Linked DNA regions of Sus scrofa: region 2 is linked to region 1. Evidence: chromatin contacts called from public Hi-C data. All regions are on one chromosome and are shown on one strand. Each heading gives the region's core, a stretch centred on a gene start, on an enhancer-like site or on the middle of the called end of the contact. The rest is flanking DNA. Distances are from core to core; before and after follow the strand shown. Region 1 has its middle 37 kb from the start of SP3. Region 2 holds the start of OLA1 (obg-like ATPase 1).

What was found. Hi-C and Micro-C count contacts between places; a contact is called where the count stands out from the background.
Region 2: a Hi-C map of liver shows a contact between it and region 1, with 5 times the contacts expected there. The contact joins the promoter of OLA1 here to the enhancer-like site in region 1. A contact is called at or near these places in 1 of 5 promoter capture datasets (fetal liver) and 2 of 47 Hi-C or Micro-C datasets (heart right ventricle and liver).

What each region holds. Positions count from the first base shown.
Region 1 is chr15:80,024,188-80,029,173 of Sscrofa11.1, forward strand. No RefSeq gene overlaps it. Among named protein-coding and RNA genes, the nearest start is that of SP3, 37 kb to the left of the region's middle. Within about 2 kb of position 1,829, at least 70 of the 83 cell types and tissues checked have an H3K27ac peak or open chromatin away from gene starts, as enhancers often do. A contact at or near this core is called in fetal liver and liver, where this site is marked.
Region 2 is chr15:80,250,823-80,256,418 of Sscrofa11.1, forward strand. It overlaps OLA1 (obg-like ATPase 1), which reads right to left and starts at 2,954. Exons shown (of 12, transcript XM_021076152.1): 1 at 2,791-2,954; 2 at 1,425-1,525. The coding sequence starts at 1,525.

The DNA of each region.
Region 1 (4,986 bases), core at 579-3,078:
GCTTAGTAAATTTCTGTCAAATGAATGACTCTGCAGATAAATCAAGCTGTTGCTCTAAAACAGTTTTCAGTAAAAATGGAAGGTAACCCTGTCTGAAGTAAATTGTAAAATGTAGTTTGAAATTTTTTTCTTAAGTAGTGTTATAGGGAATTCCCACTGTGGCACAGTGGGTTAAGGATCCAGCACTGTCACTGCAGGGGCTCAGGTTGCTGCTGTGGCTTGGGCTCAGTCCCTGGCCTGGGAAATTTCACATGCCATGGAAGCAGCCAAAAAAAAAAAAAAAAAAAAGTGTTACAGTAATACAAGCAGGCACTGGTATAAAAAATATCACTAGAAAGGTCAAATTTCACTAGACTGTTACAGATTGATTGAAACAACCTTTAAGATCATTCTGCTCATTTTGTCTTTATTATTTAATATAAACCCTTCTATGATTTTCATTCCTTGCCTGGGATCTTGATACTTCAAAGGAAGTCCCTAAATAGGCAAAACAGGTATTCTGGTCACTGAAAACAAAATGTCTTTCTACTTCAAACTAAGTTGATTTTCTAAGAGAAAACAGAAAAGATTTGCTGCTGTGAAAAAGAAAAAAAAAAAAAAGGAAAACTTAGAGGAAAGCTATTGTTTTATTCTCAGGATTTTTTCCCCCTCCATCTCTAAATATTCAAAATGTGATCATTTTTATGAGCTAAATTATATAAAGTACTTTTCCTGAGTAACAGAGTAATACATGCTGACTGTAGAAAAGTTGTAAAGGACTAAAAGGCACAAAGAGAGAGAAAAAAAAAAAAACAATTCATAATCCTACTATGCGGTGGCTCGGGTTCCATCCCTGGCTCAGGAACTTCCACATGCCGCAGGCGCCACCAAAATAAAACAAAACAAAGCCCCCACAAAGTCTGTCTCCAGTGTTGGACTCTTAGTACTGCCTTCTACAAGATGTCCAAAAGCCCAAGGGAGTCAAAGAATAAGTGGAAACATCCAACCAAGTGTTAACAGAAAGTATGAGCTTGTGACCTGGGTTTGGAAGCAGAGAATAACAGCCAAGAAGGGAAAACAAATGCAATAAATATCACTATTCAATGATAGGCTCCCCAGGAGATCACCACGGGCAGGACAGGAAGGAAGGCCAGCTGTGTGGACCATTCTTCAAGATGCTCAGCTCTCTGGGCATACTGGAAGATGGGGCTTCCCAGGGGACCTCCTAGCTTTCTCAATTCGGACAAACGGCCTCGCCTTCACCCCACCACTCGGTAGAGATTTGGGGAAAGAGGTTCCTGGAACAAAGGCATTCTTCCTTCATGGATGCACACCCTTGCTCACATACCTCGCATTCATGCACATGCTCGCATTCACACACACACCTTAGCACTTCGCCAGTTTCCCACTTGGGGACCGCGCTTTGAGAACCAGCAGCCCCTTGGAGGTGCGGGCTGGGGAATCGGAGTAGTCACACCGAACCCCGGGTCATCAGGCTCCCGCCTTTCAGTCCTGGGAGCACCAGAAGCCAGGGGCGCTCTTGGCCACAGCTTTCTGTAGACAGCACTGCGGCCACACTCTGGCTTCACACCCGCTTCTCAGGCAGGAGCACATCTAAACCACCCCCCCGCCTCAGGGGTTGCGGGGCCTCAGCCAGCCGTCCCTCCTTCCGCGGTTTCGGCGCTGACTTCCGCCCCCTTCCCCGGGCCGCGACGCCTCCGGCTCTTTGCCAGACCTCCCGGGGACACGAGGGAAACCGGAGTTGGCACTCTCCTCGACGTAAGCGACCGCTGGTCGGCTTCTTCGCACGACTTCCGAGGCCTCCCCCAGCCTTGGGGCGGGGCCTGGATCCTCCCTTCACCCCTCAGCCCCGCCCCCTCCACCTCCCCCGCCCCCTCCGCTCCGCCTCCCCCGCCCCGCTCCGCGCTTCCTCTCTCCCAACCCCCACTTTCTTCCCACTCTTCTTCCCTCCTTCTCCTTTCCTCCCCTCCCCTCTTCTCTTTGCCAGGTCTGCTCCCGCTTCCTCCCCCTTCCCTCTCCTCCTCCCCCGCGCCCCGCGGGCAAGGGGGAGCCCTGGAAGCCGTGGCACTTGAGGCCCTGGCCGCGCTGGTCGCCTGTGTCCCGGCGCTTCCGACTCCGAATCTGCAAATTGGGCCAGGAACACTCGCCAAACGGGTTAAAGTCGCGTAAAGGGGTTTCGAGGAGGCTCTTTCGGCAAATCAAGCTTTTCACACGAGTGACTCCTCCTCTATGGCCGGGGAAAGTTAGAGGCAGAGTTGCAACTCCTTAGAGAAAATGTTTGGACGCTCTCGGCCCTGAGGCAAGGTGGAGAATGGGGAAGATTTTAGGTGAAGGCGCAAAAGGGCCAAGCCAGGCTCAGTTCGCCTGTGTCCTGGGCCTTTTCAAGGGGATTTGAGCCCCTTGACGTCCCTACAAGTCTCTCGAGGTGCTGGCACCGTCGTTAGTGCCTTTCCCTGGCGATCCTCAAGACTTCACTAGAAAACAGCAGATTAGGTTGGGAGAGGGGATTACAAGCCCAAATCCTAGGAATATAGAGCCAACATTCTGATTTGACCAAAAATCAAAGTATGTGTCTAGACAAAATAATCAGTTGGAAATGCAGAAAGATCCAGTAAGAAGATTGACTTTAAGTCTTGGCATTGTCTGGGACTAGTTTTAGGCCTTGGATGAGTTACTAAAGCTCTTAGAGACCATTTCTTCATCTATGCAATGGAATAATCCTACCTTTGGAGTTGTTGTGAGGAGAAACTGTGGTAATGCATGTGAAAATGTAAACTATAAAATGCCATACAAATGTGAGCTATTAGTCTTTCTAGATTTATGGTCCAATCTAAAGAGAAAAGAAAACAGAATAACTTAGCCCTGACTTCCAGCAAGAAGGCAGTGAAAGCCATATTTCCCAACACGATTTTAGCAGTACCCTGAAGGAAACCCCAGGGACCTGTGGGACTGTCACAAAATTCCTGCAAAATTGTCTTTAACTGGGATACTTGTATGTCACCATTATTCTTTAAAAGCTTGCCATGTAGTGTATCTGAGAAGAGGGAATGTCATGACTCAAAGATTGGGTGTCAAAATAGTGAAAATGTGGTTGAGGATTAGGAAACATTCAGTCAAGCCAAATAAAATCCATTGTTCCTTTGTTGTTGTTTTACTACAGAATTCCTCAGAGCCCTCGGTATGTTCTGTTCCAGAAAAAACTATTGCTAATAGTTAAACTAATGTTGATGGGATCCAAGTGTTTGCAACTTGGCATCTTTATCCGCCTTTTCTCAGAAAGACCCCATCTTCTTTACAGTGGGCAATAACCAAGCCACAGGGTAGTGCCCACTGCCGAATCCCTATATTCAACTCTAGGGGACACCCCCTCATACACTGAGCTCCCTACCAAGGTGTCCTCCATGTTTCTGCCTCCACCCTGCAGACTCCTGACATTTAACAACCTTCACCCTCGATCTTGCCTTTCATCCTCTGGCACCACAGGAACCCTAATGTTCATCAGTAGTTAACAGATATGTGACCTTTAATGTTATGAGGACTTGCTGCCAGTGTCATCTTTTTTTTTTTTTTTTTTTTTTTTTTTTTTTTTTGTCTTTTTGGTTTTTTTGTCTTTTTGCCATTTCTTGGGCCACTCCTGCAGCATATAGGCGTTCCAGACTAGGGGTCTAATCAGAGCTGTAGCCACCGGCCTGCGCCAGAGCCACAGCAACGTGGGATCCGAGCCGCGTCTGCAACCTACACCACAGCTCACGACAATGCCAGATCCTTAACGTACTGAGCAAGGCCAGGGATCGAACCCGCAACCTCATGGTTCCTAGTCGGATTCGTTAACCACTGAGCCACGACGGGAACTCCCGGTGTAATCGTATTTAAAGAAAACTGCCCCCATGAAGAGAGCCTGGTTTGCCCTCGAGGTCCTTGTCCATTCTGCTTCTGTTGCCAGCCAGGCCACGGGGAATTCTCCCTATGGAGAGGGGAGGCCCCCACCTAGTCACCGGCTGAGGTCCACTGACCTGATTGTCCTGAGAATCCTGTGGCTCAGGGATATGGTTGGTCATGATGAGGCTAACTTGGGCATCGTGTTTTTCAGAAGTGAGTTTACTAAAAGAAAAATATCAAATACACGATATGGTTTGTGGAAAAAGCAAATCATGAAGTCTGTTCACAAGTGGCTATAGTTAAGGGAATATTCATCCAGAGAATGTCAAGCTGGCATCAAGGAGTGGCCTGACGGTGTGAGGGAGGCAGGGGCCTGAGATGAGCGAGAGAAAGAAGAGGGGACTCCAGTGTGTCCTCTACCCTCAAGGCATCACCCCCCACACACTCTTCCTTGAGAGAAACTTCAGCTGCACTTTAACACTAATAGTGAGAAAATCCTAACATTCCTGACGAGAAAACTCATCAGGTTTTCAGCGGGAGGGAAAGAATTTTCATGACACTCTATCCTGCAATTAAGACAGAGTGGGAATTACCTTTGGATGTTTGACTTTGTGTGCACAGAGAAGAGGGCCACAACTGTCACTCTGCAGCAATAAATTGCCAATTTAATTATCTACAAATGTCCCGCAGACTGTAAGTCATTTGATATTTTCTCCAGAAAACATCTCCAAATTGTCAGCCATCTCCCCCGCGTCCTAATTATTGTGTCACTAACTGTGTTGGTTCCGTTTCTTTTTTTCGCAAAATGGGTCCCTCAGCATTGGCTGATCACAGTTATCATTTTTTAATGTTCAAATCTGATGGATTTACAAAGAGTTTCCCCAAAGCCGCTGGCCATTTGGGCCAAATGCATCATCGCCAGACAAAGGTGAATCGAGTAATTCATCTCAGCCATTTGTCAACATCTCAGAGGAGAAAGTGTCAGCAGCATGTGATAGTGATCAAAATAGTTATGAATTTGAATTTGGCTGTACTCCTTCTAAGGATTGTAGGTGCATGATGTTTGTTTGGTTTTTCAACTACCCAGTTTAATTTTTCTACCATAAT
Region 2 (5,596 bases), core at 1,704-4,203, 230 kb after region 1:
ATCTTGCTTTCAAGTTTATTGACAGCACCCTACAGTACTTTGCCTAATTATCTGTTTTGCTTATATTCCCACTCTCTATTTAGTCTTACTTTGCAAGCAGCCTATATCACAGCAGGAAATCCCCTCAAAATGCAAACCTCTCCAGCTCCACATTGAAATTAGGACAGCCACACTTGTCATGTTTTACATTACAAGAATTTCAGAACTGCCTTACTTGGTCACACTATGCTCCATTCACTAAGCATCCTCCATGACAGAGGCTCCAAAGAACACATGAAAAAACATGATTCTCCTACCTGCCACCACTCTAAAAGCCTAAAGTACATGCCAAAATACCTCCAATCATGTTAATAAATCCATACTGGATTAGTATATCCTAATCACTCCTGAGACACTTTATATATATACACACATACACACACACACACACACACACATTTTTTTTTTTTTTTTTTTGTCCTTTTGGTCTTTTTAGGGCTGCACTCATGGCACATAGAGATTCCCAGGCTAGAGGTCTAATCAGAGCTGTAGCTGCTGGCCTACACCACAGCCCACGGCAACACCAGATCCTTAAGCCACTGAGCGAGGCCAGAGATCGAACCTGCAACCTCAAGGTTCTTAGATTAATTTCCACTCTGCCACGACAGGAACTCCCAAGACACTTTATATTTTAAGGTCAGTAAAAGGTATTAAAATAGAAGGACAAATAATGAAAAAATAGACTTTGCACATTTACATTGCATGTGTATAGATCTGTACATGATAAACCCCACAAATATTTCCTATTACTGCAATACTACAATAAATAATTCACTTTAAACATTACAAAACTCAAAATTTTGTTCTCGTAACTTTCAAATTTAGCTATTTTATAACAGATACTCTTTTATCTAGCAACTTCCAATATTAAGTTCAAAACTGTCACCTTCTCAAGTAAAAGTTCAGCCACCTGATGGCTGATCTCCCGAGAATTGAAATAAATTTATAATGAGGCTTTTAAAACTATTTCCTAAGGTATCCTACTGCATGGCCTCTGGTAGCCAGCCTAGGTACCCTAAATAGCCAGCCAGCACGAAAATCTATTTAAACTACTCCAATTCCACATGAATTCAATACTGTGTCTTTCAACAGTGTGTCAAGCAAACAGAGCTGATCTGATTCAACTTGATGTGTAAACTCTCACTGCTTCTTCCCCTGAGTTAAGCAAAACAAACAATATAAGTAACTCAAGTTTCAACAGTATCTGTGTAGAAAGCCAAAAATAAGATCTAAATGAAAACCTTATTTTGCAACATATTAATATTCCAGCTTTCTAGCCTCTTTTCTTCAATTTAAATTTTAATTACTTCAGAGTTGCCCATTTCTACAACATGATCCAAAATATTTATAAGACAAAAAATGATAAAAGCCCAACATTCACCTACCCAACATTTGGCAATCCAACAATACCAATTTTCAAGGAGGTTCCAAATCGTCCAATGATTGGGGGTGGTTTAATTGCATCACCTCCCTTTTTGGGGGGCATCTGAAATGTCAAAACAAACATACATATGAACAAGACTTCTTACTATCCCCATCGATCGAAAGCACATCTCATTACTCAAAATTCACTACTGAACAATAGATTAAGAATAAAATATATTGTATATATCAATCCAAAAGTGACACTTTATTTTTCAACAAAAATGAAAACAAAAAAAGTTCTGTTAACAATCTGATTCTGATCATTGTCAAAGCAGTCATTCCTGAGAAGTCCTGGAAAAATTGCCACATTAAAAATATGTGGCATCATAAATCAAAAATAAAATTTAACTGCCAATTTCCCATCCTGACTGTTCACAAAACATTTTCTTAACCTGACATGTGGTTGTACGAATGAAAGCATTTGAAAGCAGGAGCAGAGCTAAGAAAGCCAAAGAAAATCCATTCTAGAACCACTAGCAACCGAGTTACCTCCCACCAAACCATTCCCCCCCCAATCTGGAACCTGTTCTTTCCTATTTCGCCCCCAAGCACAATATTTCACATAAAAGGAACGGTATCAAGGTCTTTCGAACAAGTCTCTTCCACCTTTTGCACTGAAGGTACAGCTCATCAGTCCTAAAAAGCAATCTTCGGAATCTACACTGGCTATTACTGGTTGTAAATGGATCCACTAACCCTTTTTATTTACAGGTCGAAACTTTGTCGGTGCCTGCGGATCTGGCTCCAAGTTCCTCGTGCGGAATGGATCCCACTTTAGGGCTGCAAACCGAACTCATGGGGACTGCTAACGTTGCAGAAACTGGGAACTACAACTCCAGTTGAACCTCCCGGTGACACGCTGAGGCCCGGCTCATGAAGTGATATTCCAGCCTCTGATCCCTGACCCAGAGGGCCACTAAGTTCCCTCCTCAGGGTCTTGACTCACACCTGTTCCCAGCCAATCCCCAGGATGCCAAGGCACAGCTGCAGGGGCAGAGGCTCTCCAGTCTCCCGGCCTGCTACCAAGGGGTGGCCGGCCGGCCGGCACAGCTGGGCACCACCCAACACCTTCCCACTAAGGACCGGGCCACTAGCCGTCCTGGCCTCCGGAGGCTTTCACCAAGGCGTGCCGGGTGAGGCGTGGGCCGCTCTCGGGACGCGCGGCCTAGTCCAAGAGCGCCTCATTCATCCGCACTCTCCACGCCACCCGCTGCCCTCGCCCCATCCCGGCCATCCGGCCTTGGCCTGACGCCGGCCTCTGAGCAATGGGCCATGGGGTCGAAGACACAGCGGGGAGCGCGCCTGCAGCCTCCCTGAGGGCCTCACCGTGCTCGGGGATGACGGTGACACGCGGTCCCAGCGGCAGTGGGAGACGGGTCCTACCGGCAGCAGGAGGCGGGGAGGAAGGAGGAGAGAGCGCAGGCCCAGCCCCTCCACCAAGCCGCACGCACGTCGGCGGCGGCGGCGGCGGCGGCGGAACGGGCGGGCCGGGAACCGGGCGGCACCTGCGCGCAGGCCGAGAGCCCCGCCCGCCCTGCCCCGCCCCGCGCGCTCGCCCGCCCCGCCCATTGGCCGGGCCGACCGGGAGGCGGGAGTAGAGTGGGAGGAGCTGCGTGGCGCCTGAGCAGACAGGAGCCGGTGCCCCTGCCAGAGCCAGCCTGACCCCTTCCCACCCCTGACCGGAGTCTTCCGCTTTCCTTGCACATGGGGCTTCTCAGTATGGCATCTCGCTTCCTTCCTGGTCGACCCTCGCGTTGCCCTAACAGGCTCGCTCGCCGCCCTGCAGACCCACACTTCACACGCTTGACCTCAAAGCACCCTCGGCCGGACCGCTGGCCCAGAGACGGGTCGCCTGTGTCTGGCGATCAGCCGCACCAGCCCTGCTTGGCCACCAATTGAGCCCTCGAGGACCACGACCCCAGCTCGCCTCCTTTTTCTGTAACGCTCTTCAGTCAATCCAGAGAGTGAGAAGGCGTTAAACTTTCTTGTAGGAAAAAAGGACCAAGGGAAGCTAATGATCTAAGGAGTCCTTCGTCGCCTTATTGTTCACGCGTTTTACAGGCACTGTATCCTAGAATGCGTTTAATACAGTCAGTTTCCACCACCAGCCCCCTCCTTTTCCTCTGGATGGTTAAGAACAAGGGCCTTTGGAATTTGGGAATCATAGATTCCAATCTGGATTCCACTACTCATTAGCTGTGTGACCCTGACGAAAGTAACCTCTCTGGGCTTCAGTTTCCTCCTGGATAAAATGAGGCTATTGACACCCAGCTAAGAAGGTTATTGTGAGGATAAAATGAGGTAATGTGTGTAAACCTTGTAGCAACAGTACCCAACCCAAATAGGAAAGGTTCATAAATAGTAATAAGGCTATTGCTAATATTAGGGCTTCATCTCACCTCATCCCCATCTGACTACACCATGAGCTCCATCTGTAGAAGGAATTCATTCATTCATAGGTCCTGGCCTTCAGTTAGCATTCAAAAATTTATTACATGAATGCAATACCTGTCCAAAGATTGTGACACTTCTTTAAAGACGCTTTTTTCAAAAAGATTAGTCTCTAATAAAGGAAAAGATGTGAGTTGGCTGGTGTCCCCATTTTACAGATGCAGGAACAATATCAGAAAGGTTACGTAATTTGGATAGAGTCACACAACTAACTGGTAAGTGTCAGAAACCAGATTTCAAGCCCCAATCTAACTGAAAAAGTCTTCCCTTTCAGCCAAAATTCTTTCTAATAGGGACTTTTTATAAGCACAGTTGAGGCATTATTTATAATGAAACTGCATTAAGATTTTCCTTAACCCTATGAGAGTGACCTACTGAGATAAAGTAAAAAGATTTTTCTGCAAATTTGGAAATTCTCATGGACATGAGCAACTCGATTTGGGGTTTGCATTATTTTTTCTTTATATCATTGGTAAGTATGCACTATTTAAATTCTCTCAACCTACCTCCCTTGTCACAAAAACCTGGTGTTTATAAAAGCAAGTGTCTGAGTGAACACTAGCTATGAAACAGAAAAAAGCTAAATAGCCCATGTTTGTACCCACGGTCAGTATAAACTCTTATGAGTAGCCCTAACAAAGTAATTCCAAAAATCATTTACTCTTTTAGTAGTGAAGTCCTGTAATGGGCTTTCACACTGCTGCTTGCGAAAAAAGAGAGGAACCATTACTTAAACAGCTCAAGAATCCCAGAGAGCCCAATCTGCCCAGCAACCAGCCACTCCAATACTAACTGAAAACGTTCCACAGTCGTGGAGTAGTAGAATTATCTCCAACTTATCACTGTCTTTTGGCCAAATCTCACTACTTCTTCAATCTCGATATCTCTGCAATCTACCCATTCCCTTCAATTCACACTGTCAAGTCCTTGAGTCAATCACCTGTTTCTCTATTTGCAGCTACATCTTTTACTTGCACTTTTGACCACTTTTAAAGTGCCTTGACAAAGCAGGTCGTGCAGATGTCAGTGAGCTAGGCAGAGTTTGAGGAGTGGTCAATTGCTGCTCCTAACAGTTACCCAATAATAGGACTCCATTCCCATCTCACTGGGGAAAATGTAACTCACTTACAGTTACTGAGGGTCAATTCATGAGAAAGTGAATCTAGCTCTATGAAAGGTCCAATCAGCCTTGGTCAGGTGGGTGGGGGTCACACAGTAGAAACATCTCTGTGAATGACCTCTCTCTACTAATGAAGCAGGGAGGTCTCAAAGAAAGAAAGAAAAAGAAAGAAAGAAAGAAAGAAAAAGAAAGAAAGAAAGAAAGAAAGAAAGAAAGAAAGAAAGAAAGGAAGGAAGGAAGGAAGGAAGGGAGGGAAAGGAAAGAAAAGAAAGAAGGAAAGAAAGAAAGAAAAGAAAGAAACAAAGAAAGAAAAGAAAGAAAGAAAGAAAGAAAAAGAAAAAAAAAAAAAAAAAAAAAAAAAAAAAAAAAAAAAAAAAAAAAAAAAAAGAAAGAAAGAAAGAAAAAGAAAAACTCTAGTAGGTATCTTCTGTTCTACATGACAAATGAAGACTCAGAGAGACAAATGGGATGTTAAGAGTTAACAGTAATACCAAGCCTAAGAAAATGACTTTAAACACAGCAAAGCTTGTCCTTCAGGCTGCTGCACAAAGGGAAGTCTGT